Linked DNA regions of Mus musculus: regions 2 and 3 are each linked to region 1. A link is a contact called in public HiChIP or PLAC-seq data. All regions are on one chromosome and are shown on one strand. Each heading gives the region's core, a stretch centred on a gene start, on an enhancer-like site or on the middle of the called end of the contact. The rest is flanking DNA. Distances are from core to core; before and after follow the strand shown.

What was found. HiChIP or PLAC-seq counts read pairs in DNA pulled down with a chosen protein or histone mark.
Region 2: an H3K27ac HiChIP or PLAC-seq map of embryonic stem cells shows a contact between it and region 1, with 10 read pairs. The contact joins two enhancer-like sites. A contact is called at or near these places in 6 of 115 datasets of contacts at active chromatin or transcription factors (embryonic stem cells and pancreatic cancer cells).
Region 3: an H3K27ac HiChIP or PLAC-seq map of embryonic stem cells shows a contact between it and region 1, with 7 read pairs. The contact joins two enhancer-like sites. A contact is called at or near these places in 1 of 39 promoter capture datasets (the 3T3-L1 cell line), 2 of 15 datasets of contacts at CTCF or cohesin (both in the NIH/3T3 cell line), 7 of 484 Hi-C or Micro-C datasets (Sertoli cells, bone marrow-derived macrophages, cerebral cortex and 3 more), 10 of 115 datasets of contacts at active chromatin or transcription factors (bone marrow-derived macrophages, craniofacial prominence, embryonic stem cells and 2 more) and 1 of 9 other capture datasets (embryonic stem cells).

What each region holds. Positions count from the first base shown.
Region 1 is chr10:95,882,001-95,886,235 of GRCm38.p6, forward strand. The region is part of intron 3 of Gm33377 (a long non-coding RNA gene); the gene reads left to right. Among named protein-coding and RNA genes, the nearest start is that of Gm24433, 14 kb to the right of the region's middle. Within about 2 kb of position 1,926, at least 35 of the 459 cell types and tissues checked have an H3K27ac peak or open chromatin away from gene starts, as enhancers often do. A contact at or near this core is called in embryonic stem cells and pancreatic cancer cells, where this site is marked.
Region 2 is chr10:95,458,875-95,463,109 of GRCm38.p6, forward strand. No RefSeq gene overlaps it. Among named protein-coding and RNA genes, the nearest start is that of Mrpl42, 41 kb to the right of the region's middle. Within about 2 kb of position 2,512, at least 7 of the 459 cell types and tissues checked have an H3K27ac peak or open chromatin away from gene starts, as enhancers often do. A contact at or near this core is called in embryonic stem cells, where this site is marked.
Region 3 is chr10:95,621,496-95,625,730 of GRCm38.p6, forward strand. No RefSeq gene overlaps it. Among named protein-coding and RNA genes, the nearest start is that of Gm33336, 8.6 kb to the right of the region's middle. Within about 2 kb of position 2,201, at least 79 of the 459 cell types and tissues checked have an H3K27ac peak or open chromatin away from gene starts, as enhancers often do. A contact at or near this core is called in embryonic stem cells and pancreatic cancer cells, where this site is marked.

The DNA of each region.
Region 1 (4,235 bases), core at 676-3,175:
GCCCCATTTAACACAATCCTCTGCTTTAACCCCAAAATACACAAAAGAGCACATTTCCTGCAGGGGACGGGGAACCAGTCAGCTAAACTGCTTTTGCTTTCCTAACCCCAAGGCGGTATGTCCATTGTTAGCTTCCGTTCGATTGTTTACGGAGGGGCTGAGGGTGTAAGAGGCTGAGAATATGTCTGTCCTAGTTCTGGGCTCTCCGTAGCTAGAATCCCTGTGATTTGCTTTCCCACAACTGTGCTGTTTGGGGGCATGCTCACAGATCAGCAACTGTGCGCTTTTGCCTCCTCTGCATTCAAAGCTCAATATCCACTGCAAGCAATTTCCCCAGCGGAGGGGGGTGGGGGGTGGGGGAGAAGCAATGAGCAGCTGGGTGGACGTTTTAGAGGTGATTTCATTTACCTTTATTTTAGACACAACTCTTCTTGGGCTATTTAAAATAAATAAAAATGTACGCTGTTTGAGTGGATCTTAATCGGCAACAGTCTTCAAAGATATTTCAGCCGTCTGAATGAGGGATGTGTCCCTCGCCCCATGAGGCAACCCATGCAATGCCTGTCTGAGAACCCCCACTCACTTTCTCTATGTGGGAAAGACCCAACGTTAAGAGTTTGCCCATCCTTCCCGTATATGTCTCAGCGATTAAATACGGATCTAAGCTTGCGGGTAGGAGAGTGTAGATTTGTTTGGAACGCTATTTTTCTGACACCAGAGCTGGAACTCAGGGCAAATGTTCTTCTACTACTGTGCTGTATCTCCAGCCTGGTTTTGGGGTTTTTTGACATAAAATGTGCGCGTGTGCGCGTGTGCGTGTGTGTGTGTTGGCTTCTGAAAAGGTTTCTACACTCCTAAGAGACTTAGCTATGTGTAGTAGTGCTCACTTTTGATCCTAGTACTCAGGAGGCAGAGGCAGGTGGATGTCTGTGAGTTCGAGGGCAGTTTGGTCTTTAGAATGTGTTCCAGGACAGCCAGGGCTGGAGGAAGACCAAGTCTTAAAACAAACAAACAAAGACTCACTAGAAAAAGCAGCACTTTTAACTTGGGCATGATTCTTAGACCCCCCCCCCCCCCCCAGGACATGGTTACCGTGGTAAAGACAGCAGAGCAAAAGTTAGGAAAAGAGATAAGTTTTTGATAATAAGATTGAGCTATGGAATAAAAATGCCCACCTGAGTCCACCACAGCACAGATTTCTTGTTGTGTTAGATCATAAACTTATCTTCTTTTGAATAGTTTGGTGAATAAATTGGTGGGGTTTTTTTAAATCTCTTTTTTTCCCTTAAAGACTGATATTGGACTCTCCATAACCAGGTAAAGCCATTCTGGGTAATGGATCAATACCTCATACACAAGCATATGGATAAAAGAAAAAAAATTGGGACCTATTTTGTAATCAGTAAAACCACCCATGTCAAGACACACATTTTATTCTGGAAAATCAGTGAATTTCTTGCTAGGGAAAGTAGTAGACATCAAATGTGGGGCTTTAGCAAACAGCTGATCAAATATCAGCTGAGCTGTGATAGTTTTAGTCAAGACTCAGAATGGTTGAGGAAGATGTAATGATGAAGAAAGACAAGAAACTGGGCGAGGAGAGAACTGGTTGACAAGCACAGCCTCTGAAAGGTCCTGCGGCAAAACCTCAGAAAGAAATTCCAAGTTGTCATTTGTGACAACTTGGATGGACCTGGAGAGGGTTTTACTACATAAAGGAAGCAAGGCACACAAAGACAGAATATGCGGGAATTAGCACAATCTGCATATATGTGGTTAAGAGTTTAAGGAGAGACAACAGTTAAACATGCAGAATAAGGCTTGTTCTTTGTCTTTATGTGTTCTTTGCAGAGTAAGGTTTTGAGAACACTATTGCACCCATTGTAATGGTTTATCTTGGTTGTCAACGCAGTAGGATCTGGGATCAATTGAAAGTCACAATTCTGGGTGGGTGTGAGGCTATTTCCTGGAAGGATACAGTGAGAGAGGAGGCATGCACCACCCCGCCCCCACCCAGCGGGCAACACCTTCTGTGGCAGGACAGATAGAAAGGAGAAGGGGGAAAGGATATCGCTTTTGCTTGGTGGCCTCTCTCCTCACTGGGGCTTCTATCTACTCCATCAAAGCCCAGCTCATCCAGTCTTCCAACATGGACAGAATCCTCCAGGCTTTCATCACCACATAGAGGGTTGCTGGAACCTCAGCTTCTTTGACTCAACAGCTATCAGTTGTTAGCCTCTTGGATCTATGCATGGCTGTTGTCTTGCTACCCAGTTCCTACAGTGTAAGCTGATCTAGTAAATCTCTGTGGTATGCACTCATTCCATCCATTCCGTTCCTCTAGAGAGCTCTGACTAATACACCTATAATCCCAGCACTTGTGGAAACAGGAAGGCTGGAATTTCAAGGCCAGCCTCGGTTATGTACGCAGCAAGTTTGACAAGGTTGTGGCCAGCATGAGACCCTGTCTCAAAAATCAATTAGTAAGCAAGTGGATAAATAAACACATTGTTAGGTAAATGTAAAAGTCAGATATTTTTCACTAGAAAGAAAAAGTACATATTAGAGCTGAAAACCATGATAATTGACCAAATTATTCTACATCATATTCACAATCATTTGTATGTACTGTATAAAAACATAGAATTTATTATTAACATTATTATTATTACCACAATCTGCATACAGAGAGGTAACTGGTGACTACAAGAGGCCAAGAGTTGAACAGGAAGACAATGTATGCAGAATAAGGCTTGTTCTTTTTTTTTTTTTTTTTTTTTACATGTTCAATAAAGAGTAAGGCTGGGAGAACAGTGGTATGCCTATAATTGTTATAGGCCTATATATATTACCTATACTACATATATTATGTATATGTACTATATATACTATATATTATATATGTATACATTATGTATATGTACTATATTATTATGTACTATATATTATACGTATATATTATGTATATGTACTATATTATTATGTACTATATATTATATATATTATATACTATGTATATTATGTATATCTATTATATACTATGTATATTTACTCTCTATATACATACATACATACATACATATATTATAATATGATATTATGACAGATCCCAATAGGTAGTGGGCCACAAAATAAAGAGTATAAAGGAGCATAGTTTAATAACAATGTTAGAACACACCATAAATATGGACAGTGTGGCTAAAATCAGGTGCAAATCATGAAAGGGCAGGGTCAGTCAGTTGACAGAAGACCCACCATGTTACAGGCTTCTAATGTAGTGGTTCTCAACCTTCCTAACACTGTGACCCTTTTAATACAGTTCCTCATGCTGTGGTGGCCACAACTATAAAGTTATTTTCATTGCTGCTTCCTAACTGTAATTTTGTCACTGTTATGAACCATAATGTAAATATTTGTGTTTCCTGAGAGTCACAGTCAACCCCAAAGGGGTCATGACCCCGTAGGTTGAGAACTGCTGTTCTAATGTTAATGTCTAATGCCCAGGGGGTCACAATGTACCCAGGGGCTACATTAAAGGACCTCAAGATTGAACACCCTTTAGTGTGCTCCAGCCATAAGATAACATGGATTAAAAAGAAAAACAATGTTTATGGACTGTCTTAGTCAGGGTTTCTATTCCTGCACAAACATCATGACCAAGAAGCAAGTTGGGGAGGAAATGGTTTATTCAGCTTACAATACCATAGTGCTGTTTATCACCAAGGAAGTCAGGACTGGAACTCAAGCAGGTCAGGAAGCAGGAGCTGATGCAGAGGCCATGGAGAGATGTTCTTTACTGGCTTGCTTCCCCTGGCTTGCTCAGCCTACTCTCTTATAGAACCCAAGACTGCCAGTCCAGAGATGGTCCCACCCACAAGGGGCCTTTCCCCTTTGATCACTAATTGAGAAAATGCCTTACAGCTGGATCTCATGGAGGCATTTCCTCAACTGAAGCTCCTTTCTCTGTGGTAACTCCAGCTGTGTCAAGTTGACACAAAACTAGCCAGTACATGGACAGAGTAATTTAGAGGGCCCCAGGGCAAGAACTTGGCTGTTATCTATTGCATGAGGGCCAGTGTTCTCTTGGAGGGGTCCTGACCCAACGCTGAATTCTAGAGTTGTATGTGGAGACCTTCCAATTCCTAGTATTGTTCCTGTATGAATATGAGGCCAAGTTCATAAATGGAGGTTAGGTGACCTCAGCTGCAAAGTAGGGATACAAAGTAGGGAATCAG
Region 2 (4,235 bases), core at 1,262-3,761, 420 kb before region 1:
TGCCTTCCATCTCTCTAACAATGCCTGAACAAACCAACTCTGTGTGTGTGTGTGTGTGTGTGTGTGTGTGTGTGTGTGTGTGTGTGTGCTTGCGTGTAGTATGCAATGTTTATGTAGGTTTGCTCGCCTGTGCATGTACATGTCCATGTGTACACATGTAGAGGCCAGAGCTGAACATCTGGTGTCTTCTTTCCACTTTGTTTTTTTGAAACAGGTTCTCTCCCTGAACCTGGAGTTCACTGGTTCAACTGCACTGACTGGCCAGCAAGCCATTGGGGTCTGCCTAAGACCTGGAGGCACTGATAGGCCTCATGGTGCCCAGCTTTTATATGGGTACCAGGAATGGAGCTCACCTCCTTGTGCCTGCACAGCAAACACTTTAACCACCGAGCCATCTCCTCAGCCCAGGAAAGAGGTTCTTTTGGCTCCCGGTTTTGGAAGACTTGATCTATGGTGGGTTTGCCTCACTGTTTCATGCCTGTGGGAAGGCACCACACCCTCGAGGGCTTGTGGAAGGGGTTCTCAGCAGAGCAAAACCACTTCCCTTACAGCAGGGAAATAAAAAGGAAGAAAGGAAGAAGAGAAGACACAAGGTTCTGTTGCCCTCTTCAGTAATGTTCTCTGTTGGGGCTGGAGAGATCGCTCAACAATTACAAAGATTTCCTGCTCTTCTAGAAGACCAGCAGTTAGCTCCAAGGACCTACATCTGTTGGCTGACAACCACCAGTCACTTCAGCTCCAGGGCATCTGACACCCTCTGCTGGCCTCCACAAACATATGACAAGGCCTCCACAGACTCACTCATATGACATACATTCAGACAGAAACGCACATCATTAAAAAGAAAAAAAAATTAAATGATCTATTACCAAATGGCCATCCCTGCAAAGATACATATACAAGTAACATACAGAGTAAATCAGTTATATTTGTATATTTAGGAACACACACAAAACACACACACACCCCAATCATAAAAAAAAAAAAAAAAAAAAAGGCCATGAGTTTGAAAGAGAGTAAGGAAGGGTATACATGATAGTTTGGAAAGAGAAAAGGGAGTGGGGGAAATAATATTATTATAACCTCTAAAAAATAAAAGAGATGACTTTTAAAGAAAAGAATGTGCTCCCAGTGACCTCCCAACAGTTCCCATCTCCTGAAATTTATATCACCTTCTAGAGCAGTGTTTTTCACCCTGTGGGTCTCAACTTCTTTGAGGTTTGAACAACCCTTTCACAGGGGTTGCCTAAAACCATAAGAAAACACATATATTTACATTACAGTTTGTTTGTAATAGTAGCAAGATTACGATTACAGAGTAGCAAGGAAAGTAATTTTATGGTGGGAGGTGGAGAATCAATGACAACATGAGGAACTGTATTGAAGGGTCGCAGCATTAGGAAGGTTGAGAACAGCTGTTCTACAACACAAGCTGAAGAATTCAATGCATGAGCCTGTGGAGGACCTTTCTGTTCTAAACTATAGAAGGTCTCAGAAACTAAGATAGGTTCTGCATGAGGACAAGAGACTCGGAACCATCTCTCTCGGTGTTTGCTGCTGTATGAGAAGCAGATCTGACACAAGCACAGATCTCAGCAGAAACCTCACCAAGGGCAGGGCACCAAGATCGCAGCTGTGGATGTGGATAGCATAGGGTCGCTGGTGGGCAGAACTGTCGGATGCTACAAGGCCGCCAGAAAGAGGGAAGGAAACTGGAGCTGAACTTCCAAGTTACTCACAATTCATGGCCTGGAGCTTCAGTCCCCGAAGTGCAGAGGTCACAGGCATAAGCCTCTATGCCCAACTACTTCTCGTAAGTCCTATAATGTGGTGACAAAGCATTCCATTTCCCTTTCAGAAAAAAAAGTTAGGGTTCACTCACAGACTACAACCACTGCATCCCTGTGTTTACAACTTGCCCCTTCTCTGCAGGTGTTACATGGCAGCTTGCAGCTCTCTTGGAGTTGGAGAGGTAGTTTGCCATAAAACTTTGCTCTGAGCTAGGGGTTGTGAGAGGAAGGGATAGGAGCCTACTGGAGGACTGCTAAATGATCACCATATTAATATAGATTCATAAAATTAGTGCAGTGGCAATTATTCCTTAGCCAGCTAATTCCCCCAAATCACCGCACAGAGAGAATAAGATTTATTAAAATTGCCTTCAGCCAAATATTGAGCAATTATTACTCCATTCTAAACCTCCAAGCTACTCAGAATTTCCCCCAGACAATATTCCCATCTTACTTGGGATATTTTTTTTAGTCATTTCTTTTTCCAGCTCACTTCTCCCAATGCTTCCTGGACCTCTCTTCTTGTCTCTTTCTCCACTCCTCCTGGAATCGGAAGTCCCACCTTATTCTCTCTAAAGCTCTGTATTGGCTCGTTGGCTTTTACTGACAAGGCAGAGAATGAATGAGGAGCTGCGTTTAGACAAACTTGAGAGAGGAGCGTCTAAGAATAAACATAACAAAGCCACATCTGGATTGAAACAGGAAAGTAGGGCAGAGAAATCAGCATTTGAATAACACCAGGATAACCTTTACACAGTGCACAAAACCATTATGCCTACAGAGGGCTGGCCAGAACCCCAAGCACATAACCCTTTGTTCTCTATATTCTTTCTTCCTTGCATCCCAGGCAGATACACAGGACCCAGTAGAGGAGTCCACAGCTCCAAGGAAAGAGGAAGCCACCTTCTGGATGGAGCCTGTGTCCCTGAATGACTGTGTGGATCACAGATGTGTTCCCCTCGCTGAACAGAGTTACACTGTAACATAACTAAGAAATTTGAAGGACCCTGTTAAGTGGTTCTCATTTGGACAGTTATCTCAACAGTTACCCTAACTAGCACATAAAGGATGGGGGGGGTGCAAAAAGGGTGGGGCACCTGTTACATATGCCAGATGTTGTGCCTGGCATTGGGCACACACCAATGAATTCTGCCCTGGGCATCCACTCATTTACATAGAAATGGATGGGGCCAGGGCCCACATGACAGTGAGCTACCTTAAAATGTTCCTTGTTTTCTTCTGCAAAGCCTTCCTAACAAACACTCTGAATAAAAATGTCTCTCATTCCTTGAGGATTGCTTTGGGAAATCTAAGACATGTTTTTCTTTTGGTTCTGCCAATGGAGTTACAGTTAGAAAAGAGGAGTTGGAATTTATTTGTTCTCCCAAAGTTTACTAGATCGCCAAAACCTAAGCACTGGTAAAACTTCCTTATATAGCAGGACCTTAAGGATTGGTACAAATTGAAAAACCACTGTTGCTTCCCAAGGCTGGGGCCATTAGTGAGGAGGGGAGGATAGGAAAGACTAATGGCTGTGGAGTTGTAGTTGAATGAAAGAAAGAAATCCTAGTGTTTTATTACACCATAGGGTGTCAGTAGGTAAGCACAATGTATTGTGTATATTCAAGACATAAGCAGAAAAGGAGTGTGTGTAGTGTTAAGGACTGAACCCAGTGCCTCAGACATACCAATCAAGCACTCTACCGTTAAGCCACACACCCTAACTCTCCTTTCAGTCTTTATCTCAATACTTGTGCTCATTGAGTCACCCAGAGAAGTCTAGAATTTTTTATTCTCCCTCAGTAATCTCCCAAGTTTGCACTGCAGGATCTGGCTCAAAAGAGAAGAATTGAGTTTTTTTCACCACAAAGAGATGGGTGTGAGGGAAGGTTACATGTGGTGATTTGGATATGCTTGGCCCACAGGAAGTGGCACTATTAAGATGTGTGGCTTTATTGGAGGAGGTGTACCCTTGTTAGAGGCAGTGTGGCACTGCAGTGGTAGGGATTTTAGGTTATATATATATATATATATATTTTTTTTTTTTTTTCAAGTCTGGCTGGTGTCAAAGAGACTCTCCTCCTGGCTGCCTTCAGATCAAGATGTAGAACTTTCAGCTTGTTTTCTAGCTCCATGTCTGCCTGCATGTCCCCGTGCTTCCTGCCATGATGATAATGGACTGAACCTCTGAAACTGTAAACCAGTCCCAATTAAATGTTTGCCTTTATAAGGAAAAAAAAGAGAGAGAGAGAGAAGAAAAACCACTGTTTTCATATACCTATTTTAAAATTTAACCAAAAAAAAAAATTCCTCAAATCTTTACTTTGATCATACATTTCCCTGTGTAGCTAATTAGTGGCATTGCAGACCTAAAATTCTATGAGCCTGCATAGAATTTTCAGATGATTCATGCAATGGTTAATTTGATTGGCTTTTGAGATACCA
Region 3 (4,235 bases), core at 951-3,450, 260 kb before region 1:
GACCCCCTTAGCTCCTTGAGTACTTTCTCTAGCTCCTCCATTGGGGGATCTGTGTTCCATCCAATAGCTGACTATGAGCATCCACTTCTGTGTTTGCCAGGCACCGGCATAGCCTCACAAGAGACAGCTATATCAGGGTCCTTTCAGCAAAATCTTGCTGGCGTATGCAATGGTGTCTGCGTTTGGAGGCTGATTATGGGATGGATCCCTGGGTGCAGCAGTTTCTAGATGGTCCATCCTCTTGTCTCAGCTCCAAACTTTGTCTCTGTAACTCCTTCCATGGGAGTTTTGTTCCCAATTCTAAGAAGGGGGGAAGTGTCCACACTTTGGTTTTCATCTGGACTCTCCTTTTAACAAAGCATATGTGAGAAAATGTTTCCATAGACAAACTTGGGAGAGCTGGGTGTTAAGTATATATATAATATCCTACAAAGGCTCATTGACCACACAACCGAGCACTTCTGGGGCCCTTTCCTAGCTCATTAGCTCATTCCGATTCTTGGGAGCACTCTGTCTATGTTTCTGTTTCTGATTGAGAGTCCAGGTGTTGCCTTATGCCTGGAATACGAGACCCTGAAACCGAGTGTCTTTCTGACGCTTATCCACAGAGAGGCACTCCTATGCACATGTCAACACTCTGGGCTTTCTCACTATTTCTCTGACTTCTATCTTATTTAAAAGACAAGACTCTTGCCGGGCGTGGTGGTGCACGCCTTTAATCCCAGCACTCGGGAGGCAGAGGCAGGCGGATTTCTGAGTCCGAGGCTAGCCTGGTCTACAAAGTGAGTTCCAGGACAGCCAGGGCTATACAGAGAAACTCTGTCTCGAAAAAAAAAAAAGACAAGACTCTTTCTCTATTTCCCTCCCTGCAACTGCTGGGATTTATAAGAACTTGCCTGTTCTATTGTTTTTCTCTCAAATGTTAATGAAATTGTCCTCAGGCTTCCTTCTGAGTCCATTTTAAACTTATTTTATTAATAGGACTAAGAACTAGGGCCAGGTGTGGTGGTACAGGAAGCAGAGGCAGGTGGATCTCTGTGCCTCTCTGGTCTACAAAGCAAGTTCAAAAACAGTCAGGTTTTGAGGAATTCTGTTTTGAAAACACACACACACACACACACACACACACACACCCCACTGGGACTAAGAACTCAAATGGGTGAACCTCAAATTTTTTTTTTTTGGTAACAATTACGTGTTGGAAAAAAAAACCAACTTGAATTTATTTATTTAAAAGATATGTCAGCCGAGCGTGGTGGCTCATGCCTTTATTCCCAGCACTCAAGAGGCAGAGGCCAACGGATTTCTGAGTTCGAGGCCAGACTGGTCTACAAAGTGAGTTCCAGGACAGCCAGGGCTATACAGAGAAACCCTGTCTCGAAAAAGCAAAAAAAAAAAAAAAAAAAAAAAAAAAAAAAAAAAATTAAAAAATTAAAAAAAAAAATTCAGATTAATGTCTTCTGTTTCCTTTTTCTTTTCCAGTGTGACTATTTAGAAAAATCCCCAGTTACACAGGAGGCTCCCATTTTATTCCTATTGGGCAACACCCAGTCTACCAAGTTAAAGGCTTGTTTACTGCAGTTGCTAAGATATTCTCCCTTTCTCTATCTCTCTCTTTCTTGAGAACACTAGCTCCCTCCCCCCACCTGTGTGTGTATATGTGTGTGTGTGTGTGTGTGTGTGTGTGTGTGTGTGTGTGTGTGCCTCTCAATAAAACCAGGTTCCCTTGGAGACACTTCGTACTGATTTGGGAGCCAGCTTCCTTGAGGCTTTTGGGGTGCACATTGCTGCCCTGTACCACTCTGTGCCATAACTGACTCCCCACCCCAGAGGCTCAGGGAAAAACACGTGCCTGTTTTGGCAAAGGAGGCACTGCTGCCAAGGACACTGGCCCAAAGTATTGAGGAGGACTTTGACCCCCACTGTCACTGGAATGTGAGCCTGACTTTGATTTAACCCCTTATCCTCCAGTATCCTGCCTTGTGGCCCAGACTCCAAATTAGAGCTCAAACCTCTTGTCTGAGTCTACCATGTGGCTGCAACAGTAGGTGGGTTCCTCCATGCCTGGCTCAGGTGTAACCTTTTTTTTTTTTTTTTTTTTCTCCCCCAGAAAAACTAGGAGGAGGGTAGGAAAAACGAAAAAACAAAGTCTCAAATCCAGCTTGGTAGTCAGTCTGTCGTGTAAAGGGAAACAGAAATCCTGGACTGATGTTGCAACCATCCACCCATAGTAGATTCCAACCAGCTAAGCTAGCTTTGGACACATCGCTATGCTAAAGCTTCAGGTTTTGTTGTTGTTGTTGTTGTTGTTGTTGTTGTTTTCTTCTTCTGTGTCAGCTGCCTGTAAGATGAACTCTATAATGATTTCTTCAGAGAACTGTTGAAGTATCAGCTAAGCACGCAATAGAGTACTGTGGACCACAGCCTTGTTGGTTGGGGGCGGTGGGGGAGTGATACTTTATAGCCAGATCCTAGGGTTACGCTGTTTTATTTGGCCAGAGAAGTGTTGTATAAATGAATGGGAATCCTTTTTGGTGGGCACACCCCAATGTGTGGGGCTTTGCTTCGTACTTGTGTCTTGGTTGACTGCTGAAGACAGACATGTCCTATACCTTGTACAGTGGTTGTGCTAGGTAACCGGGTAACAGAGCCACATGACTGAGGGCAGCCTGAGTACCAGGCACTTTCTGGACCATCGACATAGTTCCTGTCTTTGACAGCTCTCTGACAAGCACACAATAGAACAATGGAATCCAGAAGGACAGCAGCTCTTAGCTACTGAATGCATCAACATTCAGGTTGTGAGGAACGCAAGCTACTAACTGCCTCAGGGGAAGATTTGTTTGAGAGAAGAAATGCTTTTGAGCCAAGATCTGCCCTTAAGATTAGCTCCTGGTTCCGAACTACTTCATACTCTCCCAACAGATGAAAGACTCTCCAAAGAAATTGAAAATCTGATTCACCAAATCTATTTCTTTTGCAGGGCCCTGTTTCACCTCTATCTGCTTGAATTAGGTTGTTTGTTTGTTTGTTTTTTTTAATTAATTAATTGATTGGTTTTGGCCTTTTTGAGAGCTGACCTAGAACCCATTATGTAGCCCAGGTTGGTCTGAAATTCTCTAGACTCCCCAGCCTTAGCCTCCTGAATGGATGCTGGGATTATAGACCAGGGTTCAAATGAATTTGTAAGAGAATCATTTTCTTTTTTTAACCAATGTTCATTTATTATTAAAGTTGTAATAAAATATTTATCAATGCATATAAAATGCAGAAATAACTGATATTTTTTCCAAGAAAGATAACTGATAAAATATTTAATTACAAGATGAAACAGAAATATGCCCAATGACTTTTGTTTTGTTTTGTTTTTAAGTCTGTCTCTTTCTATATGTGTGTGTTGTTTGTTTTAAAGGCAGGGTCTCAATTAGCCCAGGCTGGCCTTCAATTCCCGATCGTCCTATCTCTACCTCCAGAGAGCTAGGATGTCAGGCGTGCTCCATCATGCCTGGCTAGGGTTTTAAAGTCATCTTCTTGAATAGATACCATAATATTGAATATATTAACTAGGCATTATGATACACATCTGTAATCTCAGCACTTGGGAGGATCAGACATTCAAGGTTGGCCCATGTCTTTAATTCCAATTCTTGGGAGGCAGAGGCTGGCAGATCTCTATGAGCTGCAGGCCAGCCTGGTCTACAGACTGAGTTGTTCCAGGTCAGTCAGAGCTTTACAGAGAAATGCTATCTCAATCCCTCTTACCTCCCCTGAAATCTCCCCCCCCCCCCCCAAACACACACACACACACAGAGAAGTTCAAGGTTGTTCTTGGCTACATAATAAATTCAAGGCCAGTCGCAGCTACATAAGAGGCTATCTTACTTCAGCCACGCAGGCCAGCCCTGCAAGTGCCCTTTGAATCCAGAACGACCAGAAGCTGTTTGTTTAGGAAGTCGGAGCTCAAGTTCACGATGGTAGCTGCCTTTGGCATTGGTTCTTCCTTAGTGATAAACAACCCAGCCCCAACCCCAGATGAGTTTGTTTGGCCCATTTTGGTTGCTATCTCAACCCCAGGCTGCCTTGGGATTGGCTATCGAAGTGGGCAAAGGTGAGGGAAAGAGATGTGGGTGTTGGCCTTGGCATTGGGCTTCAACCTGTGTTTATTTCTTTTGAATGCAGGTCATTGCAGGCTCCTTCAGTGTTCAGGGCTCTGCCTGGGGAGCCTGCTTCACTTG